5 separate regions of the Mus musculus genome follow, and all the other regions are linked to region 3. Evidence: chromatin contacts called from public Micro-C, promoter capture Hi-C and targeted proximity ligation data. All regions are on one chromosome and are shown on one strand. The core of a region is the stretch at or near the end of the contact, and the rest is flanking DNA. Distances in the headings are between cores, read along the strand shown. Region 1 holds the start of Vldlr (very low density lipoprotein receptor). Region 2 has its middle 85 kb from the start of C030016D13Rik. Region 3 holds the start of D930032P07Rik (RIKEN cDNA D930032P07 gene). Region 4 overlaps Pum3 (pumilio RNA-binding family member 3). Region 5 has its middle 87 kb from the start of Gm35697.

Region 1 (2,700 bases), core at 52-2,551, 1.5 Mb after region 3:
CGGCCCGGCGCCTGGGGAGTCTCAGTCCCGGGCGCAGGCTGCGTACTTGTCATGGCTCGGCCTCCAGGCTGCCGCCCACCGAACGTGCGCTTGCTCACGGCAGCGCGAGGACTCCCGGCTCGGCCGGCACCTGGCGCCCGGTGTCCTCGGAGACGCCCACCTTCACCCACTGTGCGCTCTCAACCCTGCTTAAGTCTGAGGGGCGCACTCGGGCTTCCAGGCCCCGTGCTCTGCCACGGTCCTAACAGCCCGCCTGGCAGAGGAGGCAGAACCATTGTTCAGTGGCTCCAAAGCCCACATCCCCTAGCCCTTGTCAATGGGGGGTGAAAACCATGTAAAACAGAGGTTCTGGGAAGAAGGGGGACACAGAAGAATGACAACAAGTTCAAGGGACGCTTTAGGACACCCTAAACCCCACCGTCCCCCGGGCCTGGCTCCCAGTAACCTCGGCTCTGACAGCTCAGAGGCGCCACCCGGGTGGGGAGGGGAGGCAGGAGAGGAGCGTGGAGAGGCGCCTGCTAGGAGGGGATGGGCAAGAGGAGCCCCGGGGTCCCCCAGAACGCGGCGATCGCGGACGCCTCGGCTTGTTTCGGGCCGAGTGCGGAGGGGCGCGTCCCCACTCACCGCTTGCAGTGGCGCCGCTGTCCCGGGGCGCCCAGCACAGCGCGAGCAGCAGCCACAGCGCCCAGCGCGCGGACGTGCCCATGCTGCCCGCCCGGATGGTGCCTCCGTCGCGCCGTCGTTGTCGCCGTTCGCTCCGCACAACAAGTTACCAGCCCTTCGGAGAGGAAGAAGGAGGTGGGGGCGGGGAGGGAGGAGACGAGGAGGAGGGGGAAGGAGTGAAGAGCCGGGAGCACGGAGAGCACGCAAGGAGCGGGCACCCTTTCCCTGCAACTTGCACACTCTACTCCCCGCCAGCCACCCACCCAACCACCCACCCGGTCACCTCCCCCGCCGCGGCCGCGGTGTGCGCGCGGACCCTGCGGGCGGAAAATAATGCAGGCGTTGCAGAGAAGGGGAGGGAGAGGGGAGGGAACGGCGCGGGAGGAGGGGGCGGGGAGCCCGTTCGCCACCGAGGACAGCTCAAGTGAGCGGTTTGGGGGCAACCACCCGGGCGGCCGCAGGAGCGCGGCCGAGCGGCGCGGGGACCCCAGCGGGGGAGCTCAGCCCAGCAGCTCAGGCACGCACCGCTCTCCCGCGCGCAGTGAGGAGGGTGCGGGGGCAAGTGGCAGCGTGCGTGCGTGAGTGGCTGGGGCTGGGGCTGTCGCCGCCGCCATCCGGATGGCTCCAGGGGCTCGACTGCTCCGCGCGTTGGCCCGGGGCTCACGGGGGACCCGGGGCGGCCGCTGGTTGGCTCGCGCACCGTCCTCACCTCCAATCCCGGGTGCCTGTCCTAATTTCCTGATCCAGGGAACCTGCGGCCGCAGCAGCTGTGCGCTCCCTAGCTCCCTACAGTTGCTACTGTACCCTCCTGGCGCCTTGGCTAGGAGCGCTGATGCAACTATTGCTGCTCTTGCCACCGCCTCCAGGCTTGATGGGGCTGGCAGTTGAGGGGTCTGGGGGGCAGCAAGGAACCCTTTTCCTCCCTCTCCTGAGCCCCTAGGAAGGGCTGATGTAGTGAGGTCGGTAGGTAGCATCTTCCGGGGGACTCTTCTTTCCAACCTGAAAGTGATGAAGAGGAGGGGTGCGAAAGCTCCGCTGTTCTGCTGTGGGGTTCGGAGTCCCATCTCAATGGCAAGCTGAGATGCCATTTTGTTAAAAATTAAATGTGGCTTTAAGTAAGAGTGTGTGAAAGAGAAAGAGAGAAAGAACAAGAGCGCTCCCGCGGTTGTGGCTTGTCCTCTGTAATAGAACAAGACTAAAATAACCGAGTCTGGGATGGGGAGGAGGGAAATTGCCAGCGCAGCTCTGCATTCTCTCATCAACGATTAGAGTTAATTGCTAATTGCACAAAATGATAGTTTGAGGGCCTGTAATTAAAAGCTTAACCTTTTTCTGGTTGGAGGAAGGGGACCCCGGTAGATTTATTCTTGGTATAGTTTGTAACGTTCAATTATAAGCATTGTGGAGGGAAAGAAGTCAACCCTCCCAGAGAGGATAGATTGGAGGGAGGTGGGTGCCAGACAGGACCTAAGTTTATGGTTTGTTCTTAGTGTACTTCAGTTTTCTTGAACACATCGCCTTGGTTGAGATGCTTTCTGTGGTATACCACAGATTTTTCCAAATTATTTCACCTGTTAATATGTGTGTATGTGCTTCTGTTTTATAAGTTGCTGTACCTCGAATGAATCAAAGTTGACAGATTTCAGATTCCATGTCCTAGCTTCCTTCTGGCATTGTAATGTCACCTTGGTTCTCTTGAGCAGTTCTCTGGGGACAGTCTACTAGGAGAGATGTTCTCATGTACCCAGGAGACCCTGGGGGTAATTCTCAGCCAGGGTACATTTTGATCGGTGTAATTTAGCCTCATTGTGATGGATAATCTCACATGCAGATGGGGTCTTTCAAAGCTGCTCACTGTGGATGCTGTTGTGTATAATCAGAGGGTAGGAGATGGGCGGAAACTGCATGGTGAACACGTGATCACAGCCAGTACCAGTCCACAGACCAAGTTTGAGGGGGATGGTCTAACTTTCGTATCCCTGGGGCTTGAAAAGCTCATAGTCACTTTACACCTGATGAAATGGGTGGGGGACATAG
Region 2 (2,700 bases), core at 118-2,617, 1.2 Mb after region 3:
TGTTGCTTTGGACACTGGGAAATTTTATTCAAAGTATACCTGCGAGGAACACAATATAACATACCACTAGCATAACATACCACTATTTGGGGGTTACCAAGAACACCTACCCTAAGCTTCTCAAAGATGCCACTGTTGTTTCCATTGTGAAAGGAATGTTTCCTGGGATGTGTGTGTGTGTGTGTGTGTGTGTGTGTGTGTGTGTGTGTGTGTGTGTTCTCAAAAAATTCCCAGGTCAAATATTCTCAAGTCTCCCATAATATATTCACATAACACTTCTATCTTTCTGATCACAATATAAATTTCTGTCTCACTTACTGTAGACCAACATGATGACCAAGCTTCAAGTCAACATGCCAGCAAAATAATGAAACCTATGAGAGGATTTCTCAATGACTTACATCCAGATTACAGTTTACTCTTTTTAATACAATCCCCTTACAATCTAATCTCCTATAGCCCTTCCTGGTTCTTAGCACAGAATATTACCTAGTATCTGCAATTTCATAGGAACACAAACTCTATCCTGGAGTAAGACATCCATTTATTCTCAAAGTTGTGGTTGAGTTATCAGCCTATCAACAGTGAGGACCTTTAGCCTAGAGGTAGATCTTGGGGAGACTAACACCCATCTTTCTACCACACAATCCAAAAGTTGCTGTGAAGTCCTTAGGCAAGGGGAGGCTGTTGTTCAGTAAGTGGGGGAATAATTCTGTCTCTGCTGACCTATGGGATTCAGGAACATTGGAAAGTCTCCAGTGGGATCATTGAAAAAGCACCCGATATTCTTTGCTTGGTCCAATCCAACGGTAAGACTGTCAGTTCTAGCACCTTGCTCTTCCTCTGGCAAGCCCCATATCTGATTGCTCCCTTCTAGTGTTCCATTTTACTGTCTGGCTTGGAGTGACGGTGATTTTAGCTTTAAGGATGTGACCTCTGGCTGTGAAATCACCTTACATTCTGCAGAGTAAGCACCAAGGGTTCGAAGCTCCTTTAATTCTGCTAGAAGAGCTTTGGGGGGTTTATGTCTTGATTTATGGATTGGGGTTAGCTTTTCTGAGATTATAATTTTGTGTTTGCAAAGCTTCTCGTTCAGCAATCAGAGGTTTTCCTATTCCTCATTCCACATAATTTTTATCCCCATCCCAAACTTCAAGCATAGCCATCTTATAACCCAATGTTTCACCTCTCTGCTGCATCCTGGTTAACTACCAGGCAGACCTTAGAAATAAGGATAAATCAGTCCAAGAGTTAGCAGTCTCTGCCCACCACATGGAATGAGAAATCTATTGTTCCATCTCAATGCTCCCCATTCCAAGCCACACATGGTATCAATTGTCTGGGCTGGAGTTTTCCAAGAAGCAGGGTCTTAGGCAAAATTTGTAGCCTGCCATGCTAAAGAATGCAATCCCAGTGAAATATGAATAGACATGAGTAATGTAAGCAAGAATGGAGAACTGATGTAAAAACCCCTTCCAAGATGACTACCTTGTGGTATCAACCAATCATCAGGGGACAGCTTGGTATCTCAGGATCATCGTATTGCAGTGAAATAAACTGCGCTACAGGGAAGTTTATACAGCGTACGGGAGGAGAAAATAACTTATACAGTGTCTTTCAGCCCTCATTGGTTAAAACCTCAAGCTTCAGATCCTGACTAGTCCTTCACTTCACCACAGGTCACATGGGATCTCATACCCAGAGACAACCAGATATGCTCCAGCACAGGAGGATAGGAGCACTACTGAGCTGTACCAAAGAAAGATTAGATGAGTGTGTACTTTGGCAAAGCTGAAATAGAACACATGTCCTAGGAATCCAGAGTCACCTGAGACTTGGAGGGCTGAGGTGACAGTGAACAGGAAATATACCAAAGCAGGAGCCAAAGGGCACTTCCCAGCTCCCTCGTTGTTGTATACGAGTGGGTGGTAGGCATCTATCATGCTTGAAAATGGCAGAGCCACTTGAGTGATGCAGAGCCATCACGTATGTAGCAACCTGGAGGTAGTTGTTCACAGAAGTCAGAAGCTCCTGCTTATGAAGGGTCAGGTACTATGAATGTGGGTAGAGTCTTGCCACAGGAAAGGACAGCTTTCTTGTTATTCATCTTATCCAGGACCTCCTAAATACTGTGATGGCCATGATTCTGCAGTGAAGCAATGTTTTCTAAGGAAACTCACTCAACAGAGCTGGCATGCTGCCGGGTTCTATTGTGAAACTCATAGATAGTTGATTCCTAGGCTAAACTATCTTAGTGTTGAAATCCTTGCAACCACTTCTTCTGCACAACTCAAGGCTTTCTGATCTTTCTCCAAATACATTCGACCCCAGTAGTTACTGGTTCATAAAAATAGCGCATGGATCAAAGGACAGTTCAAATGAGATTGTGAGAGAATGGTGTTTTTGTTAGAAGCCAAGGATACAACACAAAGCATCACAGAGAAAGAATGTCTGCAGTCCTTCTGAGTCCAGTGCAATCACATCTGCATCCTCATGGTCTGCCGACTTTGTCTTTCATTTCAATAACCTCTTGGCCTAGACCAGTGCTTCTCAACCTGTGGGTCGACCACCCCCCAGCCCCTTGGGAGTCACATATCAGATATCCGGCACATCAGATGTTTACACTGTGTTTCATAAAAGTAGATAACAGTAACAAAACTAGTTAAGAAGTAAATTTATGGTTGGGGGATCACCACACAT
Region 3 (2,700 bases), core at 49-2,548:
GTCAAGCCTGGGGACGCAAACTCGGGATTAGAAAGAGTTTCTGCATGCCGGCTTGGTGGCATTCGCACGGGTTTGAGGACAGGAGCACACCAACTCCCCCAGACTCACAGGGCTTCTAGAGACCTAGGCACACCTTACCGAGGCTGATGGCAATACTCATTTAGCCATCAAACTGGCTGTCAGTTACCTAAGAGCGCGGGGTGTAGACAGAAAGGAAACCAACAAGGTGTGGAAGTTTCGTTTATGAGGGAGAGTCTCCGTGCCTTTTAACTGAAAATACAGGTACCAGAAGGTTACACAATCAGGGCCAGATACAGGGCGAGCACCGGGGTCCTACTTAGGGAAACTTTGGCAAAGTGGGGAGTGATGGGACTTTGAGGTCTTTAGCTCACAGTCGGGGTTGTAGTTGTCTTTTCGGCTTCCACGTGTTTATGGGGCGCCACGAAGGCTGTTTTTCACTTCTCCGTCTCATCCAAGTTGGTGTCCCCATTGTTCAGTGAGGTCCTCGGGTTTGGGGGCACAGCTACTAGTTAGGAGCGGTGCATCGACCCGCAGCCGCCAAGTTTTCAACTGTAACCTCCCACGCCACGAAATCGCAGACACATTCAGACACCTAGCACTCCCCGCCGGGTTTGTCACCTCGCGTTTACATTTTTATGGGCCGGGGACAAAATGTCAGCACTGTTTGGGAAATGTCTGTCTCGAGTCCCGCTTCAAGGCTCCGGTCCCTATAAATGACCCTGTGTCTATTTTGAAGTCGGTCGGGATCACTTTCTGGAAAGCGTGAGTGAGCTGTTGGCTCTCCTAGACACACACCTTGCCCCAAGCAACAGTTCCAAGTTACTCACTAGAGCTGACAAGTCACCCGGGGGACGAGAAACTCACCCAAGTGTCTGAAAACCTTGACCAGGGCGGATTTGTCATCCTACTATGGATGATTCAAGTAGGTACCTGGAGGAAACTTTTGGAGGTTTCCTTTTTTTTTTTCTTTTTTTGGCAAAAAGGTTCGTCGAGGTCGCGCCCTTAGATCTGGTAGTGTGTTTGGGAGGCAATAGCAAAACGACACTCGTGGGGGCAGGGAGGGTAGTCGCCCCGTGGTCCGGACAGGGTCACAGTGCAGGGCCCTATGTACCCCAGTGCGGCTCCGGGTGCTTTGGCCAGCAGGGTCCCCCGCAGCCCGGCTTCCTAACTGGCGGCCTTTCAGCCCCTTACTTACTCAGAAAGTGGTTGCACAACAGGAAGCCGGCACGAGTTTGTTTTGTTTTGTTGCGTTCTCTCGCTCGCGCCGCGGGAGGGGGAGGGGGGAGAGCGGGGGCGGTCTGGTTGCCCAGAGCACCGGGAAGGCTCCACTTCACCTCCGGACCCGCCCCTCGCTCACCTCCGGAGATCCCTGAGGCTAGGACCCAAGACCCCCCGCGGGGCAAAGGTGTGTGGGTGTGCCGTGTGTGGGAGGGTGCTGAGGACCCCAGGAGGGGTGTTCACCCACTGTCCCGGGCCGCACATCTTGACCCCGCACCCCTAGCCACTCCTGGTTCCTCTGCTCTGTGTACCTCCCTTCCTGGCTTGTCTTCCTTGACATCCGCTAGGTCCCATGGGATAGAGTGTAGGGGATCACTTCCGGAATTCTCCAGAGCAGTGCCCGCAGGGACTGCACTCCAGCAATTGCAATTGGAGAGGACACCTTTCCAATTCCTTAGAGCTTTAGGACTTCAACATCTCTTGAATTGGGGGTAGTGGTCTCAGGTGGCCCTAGAGTTGGTGAGGAAAGAGAAGTTTATACAGCTCCCCCCAGTGGACCAGTTCTCTGGGTTATGGGACCCAGAGAAAGAACCCCTGCCAAACTTAAGCATCTAGAAAAAACACTGAGGCTCACAGTGGAGAGCATTTCTTGGCCCGAAGGTGAACTCCAGACAAATGCAAACTCTCTTGTGTCCGTTCTGAAGCTTTGATGAGTCACGATTTCTTCATTGGGAAGTAGCCAGGCCCGGTTCCCTAAATGTCTCCGTGCCCGTTGGACTTCAATTTTTAGACTACGTTAGGAATTTTGATTCATTGTAAAAATGAATTTGGGTTAGTTTAAAAATTCTTACTCCTCCTTTTTCTCTTTGGTTTCCTGTGAGGCTACACAAAGCAGGTGCAGCCTGCAAAAGTTTGCAGAAAAACAATGAAGGCTGTCCCTGGAAATGATCTATAGAGAGAGAACTGTGTGAGAGGGCACCCCCCCCCCTTCTCTAGTGAGAACTGCTGACATTTAAGGCCTTTACTAGGATCTGCTACAGTGTTCATTTAGAGGAGCTCCAGCCCCTCCCCCTTGAACTGAAGGAGGCTTTCTTCCCATTCTTATTGCTACTTAGTTCGTGTCTTTTCTTTCCTGTCAGGACTCAGGCCTCCTTCAGAGTGAGTAATTACTTCTGTGTGCTCTGGGTGGATTCCCTGTCTCCTTGCTTCCCTTGAGGTCAGTTCAGGTAGAGTGGCTTTTCTTCACGCCATCGTTGGTCCATCCAATGTTTCCACCAGTTTCATTGGCGATTCTACCAAAGTTCTTCCGGTTAGCAGAGTTTGGATACCTGGAGTTGTCCCGTTTGGAAAGTGACTCTCCTTGGATGGACTCTGGAGTATACCTAGTGGGGTGGATTTTTTGCCTGACCCAAAAAAAAAAAAAAAAAAAATCCCGACTGGGGACAGTTGAATGGCTGGAAG
Region 4 (2,700 bases), core at 158-2,657, 1.3 Mb after region 3:
GGTGATTTGAATAGTTTCTATATGAGGCTAATATTTTGTTTAATTATCTCATTAAAATTTTTTTCGAATAGCCATTCATTAATTCATGAACTGAGTGCTTGCTTAGATGTTGGATTCTGGTACTTGGGCTGTTTGATGACTTGGTTCTCTCTCTTTTTAAATTAATCTTATCTTTGATATATAATTAGCTAGTTCATTTGAGTGGCTTTGATTTACCTTGCTTACCTGGGGTTGGTGCTGACTCTATGGGGAGACTGTATAAGAAGGAACCTTTTTTCATTTTTTTTTTAAAGACTGATTCTCACTATAATAATAATGTAGATCTCAAAGAGATCTATGTACCTGCTCCTCAGATGCTGAGATTAAATGCATATGCTATCAGGTCTAGGTTTCTGGGGTTTATTCTTATTCTGTCTTGTGAAATTTTTTATTACATATATATGTTGGGGGATATGTGGCCTGCACATGCATAGAGGTCAGAGGACAACATGGGAGAGTCTCTTCTCTTCTTCTACCACATGGGTTTTAGAAGATTAGACTCAGGTCATCAGGCTTGGCAGCAAGTGCCTTTACCCACAAGAATGGTTTTGCCAGCTCTGTGTGAAATCTTTTAACCTTTTCTGTCTCCCCTTTCTTATAGGGCCAGTACTCTCACTTGGTTCTCCTGGCAGCGTTTGACTGTATTGATGATACTAAGCTTGTGAAGCAGATAATCATATCAGTAAGTAACTTGGATGGGATGAGTGCTGGCGTTGGTCAGTTGATAGTGTTGAAGTTTAATGTCACACATGTTATATAAACACTTTATTTAACCTGTGCTTTCTGTCTATGTTTTCCATGACTTTCTAGTCACCTGGGCTATGGGTTATTTTAGAATCTTGTTCTGTTCCTGTGTGCATTCCAACCTTGTAACTGGATAGTAATTGTTTTAAATGACCATGGTGAAAATGACATTTTACACACACACACACACACACACACACATACACGCACACACACACACAGTGTCCACACACAGTGGACATCACCACCTCTTGAAGTCAAATTGTTCCTATACCTATGACAGATGTAATGTTGACACTTCTACTTTTGAGTAAAGTTGATTAAATTCTTTTTTTCACAAAACAGTGCTTAAATTTGATTGATGGTTGCCTATGTAGTGATGGCTCAGTTAAACACACTTCGTGTGGACAAGCAGCCTCTGCAGTTGTCCTTGCCATCCATCCCTGTGTGCTGGGTTATGTGGATGGAGAAGACAACACCCAGCACTTACTCAGTTGTGCCTGTGACATCCTTTTACAGAATCAGGTTAAATGTTATTAAAGTTGAAACATTAACTTCCTCTTACAACCAATTATGCAGGTCTAATCCAACGACCAAAGGTTACGTAATACTTGAGTAAAGGTCTTTATCCCTGCACTTGACTTTCAGGACTCTTGGGAAAGCTACTCCGAAGTAGATATAGTCAGAACTATCTGTCCTTTGTGATGCTCCTTTTCTCATTCTGCTTGTGTAAGTCTTTCTTCCCTATGTGTAGGATACACAAGTATTGAATGGATAAGGTTGAGATTGCCCGAGTGGGGAAGAGAAAGTGCAGTACTGGTATCAAAGACCAAAACTGAAAATGATTTCAAAACTGCTTAGTCTTTGTGAACACAATTGTTCAACTGGAAATCATAAATGCCGTTGTGTTTGCACACGAATGGAGCCTTAGAGAAATCTTACTGACAAATGAGACTCACAGTGTCAGTAGAGGAAAGAAAGACTGTGGTTAGGTGTGGGTGCTGTCGCCTTCTTAGTCGCAGATGAGGGTGGCTGGGTGTTGACTTGTTTATCTCTAGTAGAAGGGAGGTGGGGAAGGTCTGTTCAGATGGCAGCTGTCAGTCCCAGCTGTGGGTTCTCAGGCCCCGCTGGCACTTTCCCGCATTGTTGTTGACTGTTTTCAAGTTGTAATGACATTTGTGGGGACTGGGTTGTGGGAAGGAACATGTTGGCAAGATTTTGTGTCACAGACTGAGTGTTTTGACATGTTCCTTGGGACTTTAGTACCCTTTGACTCCAAGCAATAGTGGTTGTTTTTAATTTCTGTGACAGAGATGTGAGGGTGTAGAATTGGCTATGAATAAAGCTGTTTCACAAAAATGGAAACTGGCTGGCCTATTGAAAGTTTGCTTTTGTGTAATATTTCACAAAATTGAAAATGTGCATAACTGTTCCAAATGGATTTCAAGGGAAACAATCACCCTTCAGGACTTGCCAGAACTATCTGCTGGGTTGGTCTTTCCCAGCGATTTATCTCACTTCAGCTTGCTGTTGGAGCTGTTTTCATTTCTCTTGCTTATCAGTTTGAAGTCCACAACTGTGGAGCCCAAGTTCCTAAAGACTCATGGACATGCCTCTCGCTGACAAATGCGCTACCAGTTCTGGGTACCATTAAGCCCCAAAGTTAGTGATAAAGCCGTACTTAATGTTCATTGCTCTCGCATTTCCCCACCCATCCATCACAGAGTCTGTTGTAGTGCTTTTTGAAAATAGCCAGAAAAGGCCTAGAATTGCCAGGTGCTCCTCGGGGTATCCATACTTCCCGAATGTTAAGTCAAAATTTCAACCTGGTCAGCTCTATCTTTCTTTCTTTCATTTTTCAAACTAAATTTAAGCTGTTTCTTATCTACTTTCCTTTCCAAAATGAGCATATTTATA
Region 5 (2,707 bases), core at 117-2,616, 1.1 Mb after region 3:
TCCCAAACAATTGGTTTCCAGGAGGATACTAGGGAAACATACCTCACACAGTAGATGAAGGATGCTCTTTTAAATCAGTGAAGGCAGGCTAGGCTATCAACGGGCTGTGGACAGTCCCATTTCCCAGTGTCCCAAGTATGTTGAGTCACTCCCACAGTCGGGGGCAGGTGTGGGGTGGGGTGGGGAAAGGAAAGGTAAATGGCTACTTACACTCCCTTCTGAAAATGAAAGCAAGGAGCTGTCCCCAATCTCCCTTGTCAGACAGAGATAAAGCAGGTGGTTAGTCGCTCTGCCTCCAGATCCATCATAATTAGAAATTGCTTTCCAGCCTGTATGCTTCCATTTAACTGAAGACCATTCTAGAAAAACTCCAGTGAGTCTGTAGAGTGCTGCACCTTCTCACTAAAGCTTTATATTCTTCACCTAAAAGGGAACCCTTCACCTAAAGGGACGAGGCTTAGAGTGGCCAATGGTTTATATTTATACAGAAGCTTGTACAGGCAAGCTCCAAGCTGAGGGCTTTCAACAGTTTCCTTTAACCTTCTTGACAGCCTTTTTTTTTTTTTTAAATGAAATAAATGCTAATATTATTGCCCTTTCAGAGATGAGAGAATTATGGCCCCGAAAGGCTAATAGTTTCCCGGTTTTATGTAAATAGCAATGAAAAGGCCAAATTAAGACCTAGGTAGTCTGTCTATGGAACGTACGCACAACCTTAAAAGCCACTGCCATGGAAGGGTTGGCTGAAAGTCCTAAAGGAGATGATATCTCTAGGAATAGCAATAAAATGAACATACTCTGGTCACTCAACTCCCCCAAACACACTAAGTAGCACTGCACAGTGGTCAAGTTCCTGAGTTCCGGAGTCTAAGGGCTATTGAGACTGCAGCTTGACTCGTTGTCGTACACCTGCTATGGGGGTGTATCAAGATTGTCCTGTGGGGTCTTAGGCAGATTGTCTGCTCTCTCTGGCTTTGGTCGCCTTATCTATGAGACCAGTGTGGTGATAAGAACCATACTTCCCTCCTAGAGTCCTTGGCACTTAAAGATAATTCTGTGTGTTTGAGTTGCTTAGTGGATGGCCCCAAATGTGAACTCAACACGCATTAGCCAACACTATTGTCGTTCTTCTCTTGGGGAACGATGCTGTAGTTTCTCTCGACTATAATTTCAGATCCTTCAAGTCTTAATTTTTTTCCCCCATTCTGCCTCCTTCATAGAGTTTTAATGAAAACCCTTTCTTGGCCAGAGCACTGCTGGCGGAGAGCTGCATTTGGAAGCCATCCAGGAAACTGACCCTGCTGGAGCCTACCCCATCTCCCTTCCTTGGAGCTTCTGTTAATTGCCATCTGGCTATTTTTAGTTTCTTCAAGTGTGTGCTGGGTGTAAGCAGGGAAAGTCCATCCTGCTGTGGAAGTGGGGTGGTGTGAGCTGTGGGGCTTTAATTTGGAAATGTTTTGACACTTCATTTGTCAGGGCACCAGTTGCTGGAAACTTGTGAGAGTAAGCAGGAGCTGGGAGCTTATTTTTTTATTTATTTATTTTTTTTGTAATCAGCGTTCTCACGGAGGAGGAGAATCCCCTGTTGCTGCAGCAGCTCAGAGCATCCAAATATGAGGTTGGCACAGGCAGAAGGAATTTAGGGATTTGAAGGCTTAACGGAAAGCATAAATAACAAACATGCAAAGCAACCTATTTAGGCTGTCAGCTGATATGCAGATTGGCAGAGGCCGCTGGTTGGCTCTTCTCTTGGGAATTTTATTTGGCATAGGATTAGCATCAGTTTGGTCAAAAATCCCTACTCAGGTCTATTCCCAGTCCTACCCTGACACTCTCCTCTCATTTTAAAACACTGCACACCCTGTGCTAACCTGGTGTGCCAATGAGGCTGACCTTAATCATCTCCAGGAATGGAGGCTGCAGGCTAGGTGTGCCCGCATGGTTGTGTCTGTCAGTTTTTGTTTCTGTCTGGTGCTTCTAACCCTCCACTTCTCACCCAGACTGTTGTTAACCCAGTGGCAGTTCAGAACTGTGTCAGGAAACAGCTCACAGGTCCTACTAGCAGCTTTGTGTTTCTATCTCATTCCATCTTTGCTTATTAGGATGCTGGGCTGCCAGCATCAAAAACCAACCCTGTTAATGTATGGAAAAACAAAACATCCCTAAAAGGAAACATCAGATAAATTGGAGGCAACATAACTAGGAGACTTTGGAAACTCTGGCTGCAGGCTTGATGTCAGGAAGACAGCAATGCAACCAGAGACTCTGCCCCTACATAGCTGCCATACTATACTAGTTTTTATTGCCATCCTTAGTATCTCCCTCTGCATACCTGGAATTACCAGAGTAAACTCTACACAGTTCCTGTTTTTTCACTCTCTGAGCATCCCCTGACACCCCTGACACCCCTCCACTACCTCTCATGCAAGATGCCTCTTAACTCCAGATCATACCCATGCTTTAGCTGTAGGCATTTTGGAAGGGAATCTCTGACAGGCTTATGACCTCTTATGGTATGGGAGTGGGGCATTCCTTATACAGGAAAAGGAGTTCAGATGCTCTGAAAGACAAAAGAATGGCGGATGCTCTCTACTCTATGACAGAAAAACACATACAGATAGTTGCATGGCTTGTATGGCGGAAAGGAGGCTCACTTGCTTCACAGTGACACCAAGTGACTTGAACAGTGGGCAAACTTGGGTCTGTC

What was found. Promoter capture Hi-C pulls out the DNA fragments that hold promoters and counts their contacts. A called contact is a pair of places that touch in the nucleus more often than the background predicts.
Region 1: a Micro-C map of embryonic stem cells shows a contact between it and region 3, with 8 times the contacts expected there. A contact is called at or near these places in 1 of 39 promoter capture datasets (embryonic stem cells), 2 of 484 Hi-C or Micro-C datasets (both in embryonic stem cells) and 1 of 130 datasets of targeted methods (pancreatic cancer cells).
Region 2: a contact with region 3 is called in a promoter capture Hi-C map of 3T3-L1-derived adipocytes, with 5 times the contacts expected there. A contact is called at or near these places in 7 of 39 promoter capture datasets (the 3T3-L1 cell line, 3T3-L1-derived adipocytes, the HPC-7 cell line and 4 more).
Region 4: a contact with region 3 is called in a promoter capture Hi-C map of liver, with 2.6 times the contacts expected there. A contact is called at or near these places in 3 of 39 promoter capture datasets (cranial neural crest, liver and stem cell-derived epiblast-like cells), 1 of 484 Hi-C or Micro-C datasets (embryonic stem cells), 2 of 130 datasets of targeted methods (embryonic stem cells and fibro-adipogenic progenitors) and 1 of 9 other capture datasets (adipose tissue).
Region 5: a targeted proximity ligation map of astrocytes shows a contact between it and region 3, with 4 times the contacts expected there. A contact is called at or near these places in 3 of 39 promoter capture datasets (the 3T3-L1 cell line and hippocampal neurons), 2 of 130 datasets of targeted methods (astrocytes and embryonic hindbrain) and 1 of 9 other capture datasets (embryonic stem cells).

What each region holds. Positions count from the first base shown.
Region 1 is chr19:27,215,621-27,218,320 of GRCm38.p6, reverse strand. Vldlr (very low density lipoprotein receptor) reads right to left here and starts at 1,301. Exons shown (of 18, transcript NM_001161420.1): 1 at 625-1,301. The coding sequence starts at 706. All of the region lies in intron 3 of Gm35438 (a long non-coding RNA gene), which reads left to right.
Region 2 is chr19:27,514,003-27,516,702 of GRCm38.p6, reverse strand. No RefSeq gene overlaps it. Among named protein-coding and RNA genes, the nearest start is that of C030016D13Rik, 85 kb to the right of the region's middle.
Region 3 is chr19:28,676,822-28,679,521 of GRCm38.p6, reverse strand. It overlaps D930032P07Rik (RIKEN cDNA D930032P07 gene), which reads right to left and starts at 1,298. Exons shown (of 5, transcript NR_045330.1): 1 at 1,217-1,298. The region is part of intron 1 of Glis3 (GLIS family zinc finger 3); the gene reads left to right.
Region 4 is chr19:27,410,203-27,412,902 of GRCm38.p6, reverse strand. Pum3 (pumilio RNA-binding family member 3) reads left to right here. Exons shown (of 18, transcript NM_177474.5): 13 at 641-721. Among named protein-coding and RNA genes, the nearest start is that of Pum3, 18 kb to the left of the region's middle.
Region 5 is chr19:27,580,595-27,583,301 of GRCm38.p6, reverse strand. No RefSeq gene overlaps it. Among named protein-coding and RNA genes, the nearest start is that of Gm35697, 87 kb to the left of the region's middle.